Linked DNA regions of Mus musculus: regions 2, 3 and 4 are each linked to region 1. The links are chromatin contacts, called in public promoter capture Hi-C maps. All regions are on one chromosome and are shown on one strand. Each heading gives the region's core, a stretch centred on a gene start, on an enhancer-like site or on the middle of the called end of the contact. The rest is flanking DNA. Distances are from core to core; before and after follow the strand shown. Region 1 holds the start of Park7 (Parkinson disease (autosomal recessive, early onset) 7). Region 2 holds the start of Clcn6 (chloride channel, voltage-sensitive 6). Region 3 holds the start of Ubiad1 (UbiA prenyltransferase domain containing 1). Region 4 holds the start of Tardbp (TAR DNA binding protein).

Region 1 (3,648 bases), core at 577-3,076:
CAGCACATGGCTGCAGGGGTCAGCACATGGTAGCAGGCAGCTACACGATGCGGAGAGGAGCTTTAGAAAAGAGTGAGGAAGCCAGCGTCAGAAAGAGAAACAGAAGAAAAAGGAACAGTTCTGCCTTTCCATTCCAGAGACTCCAGAAAGGAGATGCACACCTTCTCAAGGTGAAGCTGCCTTCATGGAGTGTCCTAGTGGGGTCCTGGACTGCACCACTGAATTAAGCCCTAAGGGAAGAGACAAGGGCCTGTGTTCCCCTGGAGGCAGGTTTCACTCCTTACTTAAGTACTTGGGGTTGCAGGCATGAGCCACCAAGCCCAACACCCTCTGTGGATCTTGAAGCTCACATCTGACAAGCTGTCCTGGTCTTCTTTCTGTCACTCCAGCTTTCCGTACCTTCAAAGCTGAAGGGGCTGGCTCTGTCTTTTCCCTTTGCACATAGTGAAGAACCAGTCCATTCCACAACTCCTAAAGCAGTTGCCCAAGTTTTATTGTATATATACATGACTTAGCAATTTTTAAGAATTAAACTACTCCTACTGTAAGAATTTCCAGTTTGAAGCTGGGCGTGGTGGCACACGCCTTTAATCCCAGCATTCGGGAGGCAGAGGCAGGCGGATTTCTGAGTTCGAGGCCAGCCTGGTCTACAAAGTGAGTTCCAGGACAGCCAGGGCTACACAGAGAAACCCTGTCTCGAAAAACCAAAAAAAAAAAAAAAAAAAAAAAAAGAATTTCCAGTTTATAAGATTTCCAATATGAACCTATGATGGAGGTCAGCCAATGTATGTGAGGTATTCAATCTCCATATAGGAAGGAAAGCAAGTTTATATCCTGTCGGGGGTTTGTATAAAAAGTACTGAGACTTGCCAAACGAGCTGGCTTTCTCTGAGGTGGGTACAGATAGGACCAGGTGAGGGTGGGTCTCCCTCCTGTAAGCTGAAAGATAACTATTAAAAACTCAGGAGAGAGCCGGTGGGAGGGCTCGACAGGTAAGGGTGCTTGCCACACACCGGAGGATTTGAGTTCCATCCGAGACCTTGTAGTAAAGAAAGAACACACTAAGGCGAGTGGTCTTCTGTGAGTTTCCACGTGCACCCTTTGGCACAGGTTGAGATGCACACACAGTAACTGTCAACCCAGAAGTGTAAAAAGCTGAAATAAAATGAGATAATTAAATAATTTATCTTATCGTAGATGATAGCATTGCTCCAACCCGAGGGTGCAGTAGGACATTTTATTATTTGTGTGCATATGAGTGCAGTGCCCGTGGAGGTCAGAAGATGGCATTAGATCCTCAGGATCCGGAGTTAGGCAGTGGTGAGTCTCCCCAAATGGATGCTGGGAACCGAACCTGGGTCCTTTGCAAAACCAGCAAGAGCTCTTAAAGCTTGACACCGTCCTGTGACCCAGGGGACAGGGTGACCAGGCCTAGCTGGGAGGGACAGGCCTGGGATGACGTGGAACGAAGACTAGCAGGCCAGGGGCAAATAGAGGGGATGTCACAGTAAGGGGCAAGAAAGGCAAACGGTCCACAAAAACCGTAATGTAAGACGGCTTCCAAAAATGACTGAACTTCAGCCTGTGAATTCGCATGTGCTAGGATTACAAGTGTGGGGTTCAGGCTGTAGCCCAGCCAGGCCTCAAACTCGGAACCACTATCAACTTAAACGTCGAAGAGGCAGAGAGGGGCAATTGCGCAGGCGCCCGCAGGGTGGGCGGTACCGTTGTCTGGGGGCGAGATGGTACAAGCGCTGCGCAGCCGCAGTAGCCTCTATTCGCTCCTCCCCCCACCCCCACCCCGGGGCCTGGGCTCAGCCGGACATGACGCAGGCCGAGGCGGAAGCGAGGGGTTGTGCGCAGCCTCAGTGCGGGTGGCGCGCATGCGTGCTGGGTACACGTCGGGTGCGAGGTTCCTGCGGACTAGCGGTGGCTTCGCGTGGGTGGAGGAGGCGCGGCTGCAGGTCAGCGCCCTGGGGCTAGAGGCCGGGCTGTGATCCGCCCGCTGCCCCGGAGGGTCCCGGCTGGGCGGGCTGGGGGCAGCGGCCGCAGTGCATGCCGGGCCAGGCTCTGCACAGCATCCTCCGGGTTGGAGCGAGCGCAGTTACTGGAAGGCTTGACCAAAGTTGTGATGCGTGGGGAGCGTGCAGGGAAAGCACGCGGAAAGTGCCTCCGAGTGGCGGCTAGCTGTTCCCGGCCGCAGCAGGGCTGACCTCCTAAAGAGATAGTCCATCTTTATTAATCATTAGCAGTGTGGTCAGAGATTTAGCACCTTTGGACTCCCCCAACCCGGTCCTGACATTTTAGCAGTTTATTGGAACATCAACAACAAGAACAAAACCTTCGAAATTTACAAGTTGGTTTTTTACCAGTGAAATTGTGGATTTGGGGTTTTTTGTTTTGCTTTGCTTTTTTGTTTTGGTTTGGGTTTTTTGAGACAGGGTTTCTCTGTAACCCTGGCTATCATGGAACTCACGCTGTAGACCAGGCTGGCCTCGAACTCACAGATAGATACTCCTGTCTCTGTCTCTTCCTCCCAAGCGCTGAGACTAAAGGTGTGCGCTCGACTCGCTCCCCCTCCCCTCCCCTTCTCTCTTTCTCTTATTTCTCTTATTCTTTTCCTTCCCTCCCTCCCTCCTTCAGAGTATTTTAAGAAAACCAGCCTCTCCACAGTGTGACTGATATGCAGGGCCCGTTATGTGACCTGTCTTCGTTAGAGATTGGTCCTAAGAAAGCACAGTAAGGGAAAATGCAAAGAATACTAGCACACATTGGCAATCCCACATTTATTATTTTTTTTAAAGGATTTAGATTTTGGTTGGTTGGTGTTTGTTTGTTTGTTTGTTTGTTTTTCGAGACAGGATTTCTCTGTATAGCCCTGGCTGTCCTGGAACTCACTTTGTAGACCAGGCTGGCCTCGAACTCAGAACTCCACCTGCCTCTGCCTCCCGAGTGCTGGGATTAAAGGCATGCAAGGATTTAATTTTGATGTATCAGCATTCTGCTTGCATATATGTATGTGCAGAGGCCAGAAGAGGGCGCTGTATCCCCTGGACCTGGAGATGCAGACAATTGGGAGCAGCCCTGTGGGTGCTGGGAACTAAACCTTGATCCAGTGCTCTTAGCCACAGACTACCCACCCCAGCCACCCTGTTTTCATCCCGGGATTAGAGTGCTGAAACTCTGCCATGTGAACCAGTTTTAATCTAAGCTGCTTGCTTCCATGGATCCCAACCTGTCACACAGAAGTTATTTACTCTGCGTGAACAGATGGTTGTTACAGAGGCAACATTTTGAACACTTTTTTTTCCTGTTTTTTTAAGTCTTTAAGAAATAGAAATGGCTTCCAAAAGAGCTCTGGTCATCCTGGCCAAAGGAGCAGAGGAGATGGAGACAGTGATTCCTGTGGATGTCATGCGGCGAGCCGGGGTGAGTTCCCCTCATGGGCTAGCTCTCCCTGTTTTAAAAACGAGGGGACTCCAAGTCACTTTTATTTGTTTAATGTTGTGTGTGAGCTGCATCCCGTGGTGCAGATGTGGCGGTCAGGGGCTGTGCGCTGTCTTCCGTGTTAGCCTGGGCTCCCCACTCTGTGTTTATGTGACACGGTGAGCATGGGATGCACTCAGGTTTGCCAGGCTCACCCTGAGC
Region 2 (3,648 bases), core at 678-3,177, 2.9 Mb after region 1:
TCTGTGCCTGCCCTGGTAGCAGCTCTCCCTAAACACGCCAATTAAGTCAAAAGGATCAGTGACCACAGTCTACCACATACGCCCTTCCAACAGGGCACAGGGCCATACTGCAGTCTAGTCTGGAAAAGAAGCAAACACTACCACTGCACAGCAGTGGGCCAGCACAGTAGTGGCTATCTGTGTGGTGACGTGGAGCAACAGAGAAACCAGGTCAGGTTTGTTTCTTTCCAGAAACTTCCACCTCTTAAGTCAGTGTACCATTTTGGGTCTCAGCTTCAAGAATCGGAAGAAATCCATTGCTCTTTCCCCTCCTGGACTCCAGACTTAGTGCCAGTGTTACTCCCAATCTATCTGTCCCACTTCTGTTCTGACCTAAAACTGCCAGGTTCTCATGGAGAGTGAGAAAGGCCTTCAAAGGCCTTCCTCCTCCACCCAAGGGAAATGCCTCGTTTTCACTGCTGGAACAAAACCGGAGGAGCTGACTCAGGCACAGCAAACCGCTCCAAGGTTTAAGCATTTTTGTTTTTTTTTCTGGTTTTTCGAGACAGGGTTTTTCTGTAGAGCCCTGGATGTCTTGGAACTCACTTTGTAGACCAGGCTGGCCTCAAACTCAGAAATCCGCCTGCCTCTGCCTCCTGAGTGTTGGGATTAAAGGCGTGCGCCATCACACCCGGCTCGGTTTAAGCATTTCTAACAGTTCCCACCCCCTATCCATTATTAGTTGAGCTCCCAAATCACACAAGGATGAGCCTGTGAACCGACAAATTTGTTTACCCTTCTACTGTCCAGTCCCCTGCCTGTGACTGGACCAGAAAGACCAGTCTCAGGCGTGGCATCGCCAGTGCCTGGCAGAGTAGTAAAACAGGCAGTACTCACTGGGCTCAAAACTGCCAAGACCTCCACACCAATCTCAAAATGCCTCGCTGCCACCTACTGATCATTTAAATAAGACTGACAAACACTGAGCCCACCACTCCCGGAAGAGTTGTGATAGATGCATGTGAACTGCAGGATGCTATGGACACCTGGGCGTTGAAACTAATGGTCGGTCCACTCTTCCTTTCCAGATGCTGTCAGGGAGATGGGTTTAAGAGACTATGGCAACCAGGCATGACAACGCACATATTTAATCTCAGCTCGCAGGAGGCAATGGATCTCGGAGTTCGAGGCCTGATCTACAGAGAGTTTCAGAACAGCTAGGGCTACACAGAGAATCTGTCGCGAAAACCAAACCAAACCAAACAAAATCCCAGAGAGCGAGCGAGAGAGCTAGACAGACAGACACTATGGCAGGCAGCCACCATGGCCTGAGGGATGGTAATCGGGTCACCTGGTCAATGGGTCACAGGCCGTGGCGGGGATGCGGGTCCCAGAAGGCTGCAGGGTCTGGATCACTGCCCCAGATCCAGGATTCCTTTAACTTTGAGATACCTTCCTGCAGGTAGTGGGGCTGGGGTGACAGCCTCCATGAGTATTCATAGGCCCTAAGGAGCCTTCACGTGCAAAGGGCCGGCCAGCACCTAACCGCCTGCCCACAGGTCTAGCTTGCGGTGGTGTGTTCCCGACTCTGCGAATCTATCCGCAGCGTCCCAAGCCTTTTGCGTTACCTCTTGCGTCAGATCGGTGGCGGCGAGGGTGCCACCTCCCTAGGGCTGGCGAAGAAGGCGGGGCGGAGCTGTCGGTTGCTAAGGGAAACAGGACGAGCGGCAGGCGGAAGCCACATCTACGAGACGAGACGACGGCCGGAAGTCCCGCCCCAACATGGCCGCGCCCAGAGGTCTCAGGGGAAGCCAGCCAAGTACTGCGTCATGTGACGCGAGCCCTCGCCCCACCCGTCTGCAGCCACTCCCTGTCTCCGGACCCAGAGCTCGAGAGGGCCACGTGACCCTCCCGGGGCCAGTCACGTGAGGCGCGGATCCTGGGTGGGAGGGGGGTTGGCCTAGGTGGTCCGGAGCGGCAGCAAAGGAGGAAGATGGCGGGGTGCAGGGGGTCCGTGTGCTGCTGCTGCCGGTGGTGTTGCTGCTGCGGTGAACGGGAGAGCCGCACCCCCGAGGAGCTGGTGAGCGGCTGCCTGGCTGGGGAAGGGGTGGCTACGGAGGGATGACAGGATGACAAGAGGCGTTGCCGGGGGTGGGGCCGCGCCGGACCGCGCCTGCAGGTGGCAGCGGGTGGGGCCCGGAGACCGCTGCCTGGGCTCGGGAAGCATCCAGCTTACCTCCGCGTGCCCCAGCCAGAGTTCTGTTCTATAACCTCTCTCTGGACTCCGAGGGAGGGCCTCGGCCAGCTTGAATTAATGCCGTCCATATTCTCTTTGAGTTTTGAACGAAGCAAGCATTGTAGAATGAGCCCTTGCGCGGGACGTGACGCCCATGCCGTTGGTGTAGTTTCTCTGGCCTGTTCTTATTCTCTACCCTTCACTCTTTCTGGGTCACTGGTGATCCAGCTTCCCCGTGCAAAGCAAGCTGGGAAAACTTGAGTTGTGTTCTCAGAATTGATTCATTCCCCCCGATTCCGTAGTCAGTCTATTGTCAAATGAAACACGAATTTTCTCCTCCAACGAAGCTGCCATCAGACATCTTTCAGGTGTCCTGAAGGTGAGCATTACGATTTAAAGAATTCGCCGATCAATAGAAATGTAGAGCTCATGGTTTTGAAACATTGTTCCTCTTTGAAGATGGCTCTAGCTAATTTCGATTTTAATAATACTACCCTCCTTGTACCCTTAACCCATTAAAAGATCTCCATTCTGTGAATCTGTTTTTCTAGACCATCCTTGGGGAGACACAGGAAGAAGAGGATGAGATTCTTCCAAGGAAAGACTATGAGGTGAGGTGTTCCAGATGCTGTCCTGGGTAACTGGTGTAGTGAGAGGACTGAGTGCTTCAGGCCTCCAACCAGAGATGCTCTTTGACCCTCTGCCTCAGGGAATGGGGGAGATGACTGCCTAGCAAGTCCTTAACCTGGTCCCACAGTCTGGTGGTGATGCATTCCAGTTCTGCCTGGATATAGAGCGTGTTTGCCATTAAACCTTCCAGGGACCCAGGGTCGAAGCTCTTCCCTGTGAGTGCTCAAAACAGTCTCTCTCGTGAGCTGTGAGGAGACCTTGCCTCTCTCTCTTCTGCCCTATTCTGGATTATAGTTTCCAGTTTCAGATATGAAACTTTGAAGAGTGTGGGGCCACATGTTGTGGTTCCTTTTAGTTTGCCACTGGACTTGGGAGGCTGAGATGGGAAGAGCTCTTCTGGAGACTCACAAAGGCTGCTCCATCAATCCTATCCCAACCTCTTATTTTTTGAAAAAGATTTATTTATTTAATTAATGTATATGAGTATACTGTAGCTGTCTTCGGACACGGATTCCTATTACAGATGGTCATAAGCCACCATGTGGTTGCTGGGAGTTGAACTCAGGACCTCTGCAAGAGCAGTCAGTGCTCTTAACTGCTGAGCCATCTCTCCAGCCTCCCTATCCAACATTTTTGTTTCCCTATCCAACCTTTTGAGTAACTCTGTCACACCCATTTGTAGCTCGCTTGCCTTAGGCTGATAGAATGTTCATGTGAATTTTTTTTTTTTTTTAGATTTATTTATTTATTATATGTAAGTACACTGTAGCTGTCTTCAGACACTCCAGAAGAGGGCATCAGAT
Region 3 (3,648 bases), core at 829-3,328, 2.5 Mb after region 1:
AAAAGAAAAAGTTTATTTCCAACTGCCAAGGCTGTCTCGGGAAAGCAGAGAGAAGCTATGGGGGTGGGGCGGGCTGGGTCGGGCTGGGTCGATGGATGGTCTCTATGATCTGGATGGATGCTATCTGTGATGGGGAAGAATGGACCTCCAGGGTTACATGGGACTGTGTACCTGGGGGAAAAGGAGCCCTTGAGCTGCCATGGAGACTCTTGAGTAGGGTCTGAGGGAGTCTAGAGGCTAACTTCTCACCTTAGTCATATGTTAATGGAAGCCCTCAGATTTATAAGAATGACCCCTTTTAGCAATTAGGAACTATGTCTTCAAGCTCCTGGAGGAATGCTGGGTTTTGTCTAAATGCCAGACAAAAGACATAAAAGGAATTTCTTAGGGCCTCCTATTTGTGACCTGTCTCTGACTCCCACCCCCCACCATGCCCCTTCTTCCACTGCTGGGATTACCAAGTGTTCACCTCCTTGCCCAGCCTCAACTTGTTTTTTCACTGTTTGTTTTGTTTCCGGTGTTTTGAGATAGGGCCTCACTATGTAAACTGGACAGTCCCTCAACTGTCCTGGAACTCACTATGTAAACCAGACTGGCCTTGAACTGACCGATCCTCTTGCCTCTGGAGTGTTAGACTAAAAGGCATGTGCCACCTTGCCTGGCCTAACATCTGTGTGGGTTTTTTGTGGTTTTTAATTTTTCCTGATCATTTATTTTTTAAAATTCACTTTACATCCCCATCGCAGCATCCCCTCCCTCCAACATTTCAACTCTCGTTGAGTACCAGCTGTTCTTTCACAGGACTCAGGGGCAGTTCCCACGTTAGGATGTTCACAAAAGCCTGCAGGGTGTAGGGTTGGGATGTAGCTCAGATAGTAGATTATCTGCCTAGCATGTGGAATCCCCAGCACCCCATAAAACCAAGTGTGGGTGAATGCTTGTAATTCCAGCACTCAGGGAGTTGGAGGAGATTCAAGGTTGGATCAAAATTTCAAGGTCATTATGGGCTACATTGCCAATTTCTAGCCAGCCTGAGCTATATAGGCCCCTGCCATTTTATTATTGGATTTTTTATGAATAGGTGTTTTGCCTGTATATATGTATATCTAGTGTGATCTTCTTGCATGTATGCATGCCTGGTGCCTTTAAAGGCCAGAATAGGGGGTCAGATCCCCTGGAACTGGAGATACAAGCAGTTGTGAGCTCTTGGGGGTGCTAGGAATCAAACCCTGTTCTTTGGAAGGGCAGCTAATGCTCTTAACCGCTGAGCCATCAGTCCTGGCCCTGTCTCCAGAAACAAAGCAAAAAACCATGTAGGTCTTTACATCTTAGTACACAGAAAGCTTCCTACTTCTTTTTCTTCCAGCTATACATACATGTTCCATCACATAGTACCGCATTTTCTTTTCCAAGCTCTTGGCTTATGAACACTTCTCTTTTCTTCTTTCGGTCTCTCCTCTCTTCCCTTCCATTTCCTTTCCTTTCTCCTTCCCTTCCCTCTTCTCCATCTCCTTTTTGCAGGGTGGTGGTGGCACACACCTTTAATCTTACTCAGCTCCTGGGAGGCAGAGGCAGGTAAATCTGAGTTCGTGGCCAGCCTGGTCTACAGCGTGAGTTCCAGGACAGCCAGGGCTACATACACTGAGAAACTTTGTCTTGAAAACCGAAAACCAAACAAAAAGATAATCTCACGAAGCTTGAGTTGGCTTCAAACTCACTATATAATAAGGGATGTCCTTGAATTCTCTTCCTGTCGTCGTCTCCCAAGTTCTAGGGCCATAAGGATGCACCACCAGCCCAGCAATGCGCACAATACTTTCAACGTAGGATGTATTGGGGTAACCACAAATGAGTCTTATTTCTTATTTCAGTAAGTGAACCTGCCCAGTATAACGCAAAGCGACACGCCCTGAAATCCCAGGAGGGCTAAACAGCTGCTTCTTTCCAGTGACTTGCTTTTAGCTAATTTGTTGAACCTGGGCTCTGGCCTTTGACCACACCCCTCTCCGACCACGCCCCTCGCCGGCCTTCACCGGGCCCTGCCCGCCCCAGGTCCGAGTTTCCGGGCCGGCCTCCTGAGGCCGACGCACAAGATGGCGGCGCCGTCCGCCCGATAGGGGTTGCGGGCTGAGGCGGGTTATTGAGTTGTGGCACGGGGGAAGCGACCCCAGACAGGCTTCGCTCAGGTGACAGGTGGGCGGGCAGCGCCGCTGGCCCCGTGGCGGTGCATGGCCTGGTTGCTGTCTTCAGTTTTCCCCGCCTCCCAAACCCTGACCGGGGGCGGAACCAGAGAAAGGTCAGGCCAGGCTGTCCCGCCTGTCTCCGTCCTGGGGCGGTCCCCTTGAGTGGCTCACTTTTAGAATTGACTTTAGCCACGTGTAGCTTCCATGGCTGCGGTACAGGCCCCGGGGGAGAAGATTAATATCCTGGCAGGAGAGACAGCCAAGGTCGGGGACCCGCAGAAGAACGAATGGCCCGAGCAGGACAGGCTTCCCGAACGATCCTGGAGGCACAAGTGCGCCTCCTACGTGTTGGCCCTGAGGCCCTGGAGCTTCAGTGCCTCACTCACCCCTGTGGCCCTGGGCAGTGCCTTGGCCTACAGGTCTCAGGGTGTCCTGGATCCCAGGCTGTTGTTGGGTTGTGCAGTGGCTGTCCTGGCTGTACACGGGGCCGGCAATTTGGTCAACACATACTATGACTTTTCCAAGGGCATTGACCACAAAAAGAGTGATGACAGAACTTTGGTGGACAGAATTCTGGAGCCCCAGGATGTTGTTCGATTTGGAGTCTTCCTCTACACCTTGGGCTGCGTCTGTGCTGCTTGCCTCTACTACCTGTCCGCTCTGAAATTGGAACACTTGGCTCTCATCTACTTCGGAGGCCTGTCTGGCTCCTTTCTCTACACAGGAGGTAAGAATTGGCCTGTTTCCTGCTCTAAGGTCCCAGTTGCCTAAACTGGAAACTGCTACCTTCCATAGGAATGGTAGACGTGTCAAAGACGCCTTACTAAAGTAGGCCACTTGACTGGAAATCCAAAATGTGTGTATCGTGGATACTTTGAAACCTTAAGTTGTGAAAATACTGGTTTGGCAGTGGATTATGAACACTGCTCCCCCGATGGAGACATGGCTTAGCCTTTAAGATCTCTTACTGTGGGCTGGAGACCCCCCTACAGTTGGCTTAGTGGTTAAGAGCACAGGCTGCTCTTCCACAGGTCCTGAGTTCAATTCCCAGCAACCACATGGTGGCTCACAGCCATCTGTAATGGGATCTGATTCCCTCTTCTGGCATGCAGGCTTACAGTGCAAACAGAGCATTCATGTACATAAAATACAGAAATAAATAAATGTTCATACTTACCTGGCAAGGGAGATGCCATGATCTCAAAGGTGGTTTTCCTGGCCAAGACTTCTCTATTGTACTCCAATATGCTGACCCCTGTGATTTCCCCAAAGGTGGGAAACTCAACTGCACTATATATAAAACTGCTTTTATAGAGGACCCATGTTCTGTTCCCAGCACCCATGTTGGGTGCCTGACAAACATATTTAACTTCAGCTTCATGAGATCCAACACCCCCTTGGAGCCCCAGTTGGCATCAGCACACATGTGCACACACATATCAATAAAATTTTAAGCTGGGCAGTA
Region 4 (3,648 bases), core at 598-3,097, 2.3 Mb after region 1:
CAGGGCAGCTGTAATGATGCATATCTATAGTTCCCGAAGTCTGGAGACCTGCCTGGGGGAAAGACTGATTTGAAGGTCAACCTGGAATATACAGTAGGACCCTGTCTAAAAAAAAAAAAAAAGATAGCTGGTGCCAGCTAGATGGCTCACAGAAAAACTCACACAGAGCAGGTTTGGTTTCCCACAGAGACGTGAACACAGAAAATAAATAAAAAATGCAAGCTGGGCGTGGTGGCGCACGCCTTTAATCCCAGCACTCGGGAGGCAGAGACAGGCGGATTTCTGAGTTTGAAGCCAGCCTGGTCTACAAAGTGAGTTCCACGACAGCCAGGGCTACACAGAGAAACCTTTTCTCGAAAAACCAAAAAAAAAAAAAAAAAAAAAAAAAAAAATCAAAAAAAAAAAATGCAATCATCCTTTTAAACTACTGTTAAAGTTCTTGACTTTTCCAGGCATGGTAGCACAGGTCTGTAATCCCGGACAGTCAGGAGGCCAGGCCCAGGCTCTGCTGTATGAAACCTTGTCTTAGGAGACAAACAAAAAACCATTTTGGTGACTCACACCTGTAATCCCAACACTGAAGGCGCAGATTCAGGAAAGGCATAGCAAATCTGAGGCCAGCCTGGTCTACACAGTAAGTTCTAAGCCAGCCAAAGACTACGCAGAAATCCTGTTTTGTTTGTTTGTTTGTTAAGTTCAAAACCAAAAAGTAAATAATGCTGGGTGGAAGGACTCATGCCTATAATCCCAGCACTCAGATGGTTGAGGCAGGAGGACAGGCCAGGAGTTCCTGGCCAGCCTGGGCTCTAATGGAAGTTAGGGGCTAGACATTAACATCTGTTCTTCCAATGCCATCTTCTTACAAGGTAGCTGTGAGGAGGAAATGAATTCATTTATAAACTTAAAGTGGGAAGGCTTGGCCTGATGGTGATCTGCAATCCTACCCCATTCCTCCCAGAAGGGAGGCAGAGGCAGGAGGAACCCAGCAAGCTCAAGGCCAGCCTGTTCTGTACAGCAAGACCCAGTTTCAGTAAATAAAGCAACTGTGTAAAACCTTTGTGCCTAAGCTTTGAATCTGATACACCAAGAAATTCCAACCCTGAGTAAAGAGTCTACATCTGCTGCTTGGTGGTAGAGCTAGCCTTCAGCCTTTTTAAAGTTATACTAGGACTCGTCAACTGGAACCGAAATACTGAAACATCCAAGTAGTTTTTTGCTGTAGGATTCAGACCCTAGTGGGGCCTCTTTCTCATGGTGACTTCATGCAAGGTACTCAACTCTGTGCCTCAGTTTCTTCACTTATTGAAAGAGGAGAGAGTATCACGACTATCGTGTAGACTGCTAGGGCAGCATCCACACTTGGCAGCCTTGATGAGTTAAAGGACAGCCTGGGCTACACAGTGACTTTGAGATCCCTGTCTCTAAAACAGTATCTGATGGCTAAGCCCAAGGTCAATGGGAAGACACTTGCCTGCCATTCACAAGATTCTGGTTTGTTTTTCTCCCCCTAGAGCCAGAGAGTGCTAAAAGGTACTTGATACAAAATAGTACTTAGAACAGGGACCATTTTGCAGATCAAAGTTAATGTTTCCACGTTGGAAATTAACGAGCAAAGGCAGAAGACATTTAAGAGTCGCCTTTAGACTAGGAACCCAGGGTTCCCAGGGATTCCCCCCCAAGCCCTTACGCGTTCAGTCGCAGGCTCCGCCCCCTTTCCCTCCTAGCCCCGCCCCTGCCGCCCCAGTCCCGGCCTGCGCTAGTCTCGCGCATTCTCGGCGCGCGCGAGCTCCTCGACTAGGGCCGGCCGTTGGTCAGGCGAAGCCATCTACCGCGTTACGTAGGGGGACTCGGAAGGCCGAGTGGCCGTTCTGTCCTTCATCTGTCAGTTTTTCAGACCCAGCTGTTTTCATTGTTGCGTTTCTTTACTTTTTTCTATACGCCGAAGAGCCTGCTAGCATCCGAGCCTCTGGGAGGAGAGAGCGCCTGTGGCTTCCCTCGGAGAGCGCCCCTCCTGCAGGGAAGCCAGTGGGAGAGGCCGAAGGCGGGCGAGGGCGGGAGGCGGCCCTAGCGCCATTTTGTGGGCACGGAGCGGTAGCGCGGCTGTTGTCGGATTCCTTCCCGTCTGTGCTTCCTCCTTGTGCTTCCTAGCAGTGGCCTAGCGGGTAGGTTGGTCGCCAAGGCCGGCCTGCGTGCCTCGAGTGTTGCTTCGGAGAGGCCCGGTGCGGCCTGCGCCGCGGGGAGGGAGCGGTAGAGCGGGGCCTGGTTGGCCTCGCGCAGCCGCGTCGTTAAGGCCTAAGCGCGGGCAGTAGCCGGAGCGGGACGCCGGGCCTCTGCTTGGCTGTGAAGCCACGGGCGGAAGTGTGTGGCCGCCCCGGGTTTCCAGGCGTCCTAGTCCCTGTAGATTGTCGCTTTTGAGAATAACTGTTGTCACCATGGGACTTGGACCTCCGCGGGCCCCACCCTGGGCCCAGTTGAAAGGGGGGGAAAATCATCAACGTTGTCTGTCGCGCACGGCCTTCTGGGAAGCGGCGGCCTACCTCCCGGAGTAGCCGTCGTTGCTCCCTCGACGCCTAACTTTAGCCAGACCTTTCCGAGGATGAGCACCAGAACTGCTAGATAACTGTTCTGATGTCGGTGTTCGTGCTCCACCAGCACAGGGAGGGTTCCTCAGATCCCAATGCTTGGCTGGTTTTTTCCACGTTAAAGCACGTGCTAAACCCGATTCAGGTCCAGGCTATAGAAGAAACTTAATTCAGAATGGTTACGAAATACGGTAGCCTGTAATCTGTGCGCTCCAGGTAAGAAATGACGAGTGCAAGAAAAAAAATCGGGGCAGATACTTAGTTCTTTAACACCTTGTTTTTGTCTGGCTTTGTAGCCAACGGGCCACATGGTAACACTGTTGCCATTTTAGCACCGGAAGCTTATAGTGTGCGCTGAGAAAATAGAACTGGCGGGCAGAGCGCCACATGAACACCGGTTTTCCCTGTGGCTGCCCCGGAACTCAGTAGACTAGGCCAGCCTCGAACTCAAAAAGATCTGCCTGCCTCAAGAGTGCTGAGATTAAAGGCGTGGGTTATCGTGCTCGACAAAAATCACATTTTTTTTTAAAGATTTATTTTATTAATATATGTAAGTACACTGTAGCTGTCTTCAGACACTCCAGAAGAGGGAGTCAGATCTTGTTGCGGATGGTTGTGAGCCACCATGTGGTTGCTGGGATTTGAACTCTGGACCTTCTGAAGAGCAGTCGGGTGCTCTTACCCACTGAGCCATCTCAACAGCCCCCAAAATCACATTTTTATTTTAGAAAATACCTTTTCTCTATTTTTTTTTCAGGGATGGCAAAAGAAACATTTTAGGTAGCAGGAATCTTTTCAGGAAGTGGGAATAAAGTGGTGTGATAATAGCCAATTATGAAAAGATAACTCCTCTGATTTTCTTGCTCATTTCTTTTTCCTTTAAGAGATTTAAGCAAAGATGTCTGAATATATTCGGGTAACAGAAGATGAGAACGATGAACCCATTGAAATACCATCAGAAGACGATGGGACGGTGTTGCTGTCCACAGTTACAGCCCAGTTTCCAGGGGCATGCGGCCTGCGCTACCGGAATCCCGTGTCTCAGTGTATGAGAGGAGTCCGACTG

The links. Promoter capture Hi-C pulls out the DNA fragments that hold promoters and counts their contacts.
Region 2: a promoter capture Hi-C map of pre-B cells shows a contact between it and region 1, with 2.2 times the contacts expected there. The contact joins the promoter of Clcn6 here to the promoter of Park7 in region 1. A contact is called at or near these places in 2 of 39 promoter capture datasets (erythroid cells and pre-B cells).
Region 3: a contact with region 1 is called in a promoter capture Hi-C map of pre-B cells, with 4 times the contacts expected there. The contact joins the promoter of Ubiad1 here to the promoter of Park7 in region 1. A contact is called at or near these places in 7 of 39 promoter capture datasets (the C10 cell line, erythroid cells, fetal liver and 3 more), 1 of 484 Hi-C or Micro-C datasets (B cells) and 1 of 9 other capture datasets (liver).
Region 4: a promoter capture Hi-C map of pre-B cells shows a contact between it and region 1, with 3 times the contacts expected there. The contact joins the promoter of Tardbp here to the promoter of Park7 in region 1. A contact is called at or near these places in 1 of 39 promoter capture datasets (pre-B cells) and 1 of 9 other capture datasets (liver).

What each region holds. Positions count from the first base shown.
Region 1 is chr4:150,908,099-150,911,746 of GRCm38.p6, reverse strand. It overlaps Park7 (Parkinson disease (autosomal recessive, early onset) 7), which reads left to right and starts at 1,826. Exons shown (of 7, transcript NM_020569.3): 1 at 1,826-1,964; 2 at 3,324-3,429. The coding sequence starts at 3,340.
Region 2 is chr4:148,037,092-148,040,739 of GRCm38.p6, reverse strand. It overlaps Clcn6 (chloride channel, voltage-sensitive 6), which reads left to right and starts at 1,927. Exons shown (of 23, transcript NM_011929.3): 1 at 1,927-2,059; 2 at 2,767-2,826. The coding sequence starts at 1,973. Mthfr (methylenetetrahydrofolate reductase) reads right to left here and starts at 1,663. Exons shown (of 12, transcript NM_010840.3): 1 at 1,608-1,663. RefSeq lists promoters at 1-1,322, 1,575-1,764, 1,575-2,213.
Region 3 is chr4:148,443,190-148,446,837 of GRCm38.p6, reverse strand. It overlaps Ubiad1 (UbiA prenyltransferase domain containing 1), which reads left to right and starts at 2,078. Exons shown (of 2, transcript NM_027873.3): 1 at 2,078-2,910. The coding sequence starts at 2,388. It also overlaps the pseudogene Gm23303.
Region 4 is chr4:148,625,195-148,628,842 of GRCm38.p6, reverse strand. It overlaps Tardbp (TAR DNA binding protein), which reads left to right and starts at 1,847. Exons shown (of 6, transcript NM_145556.4): 1 at 1,847-2,162; 2 at 3,467-3,648. The coding sequence starts at 3,481.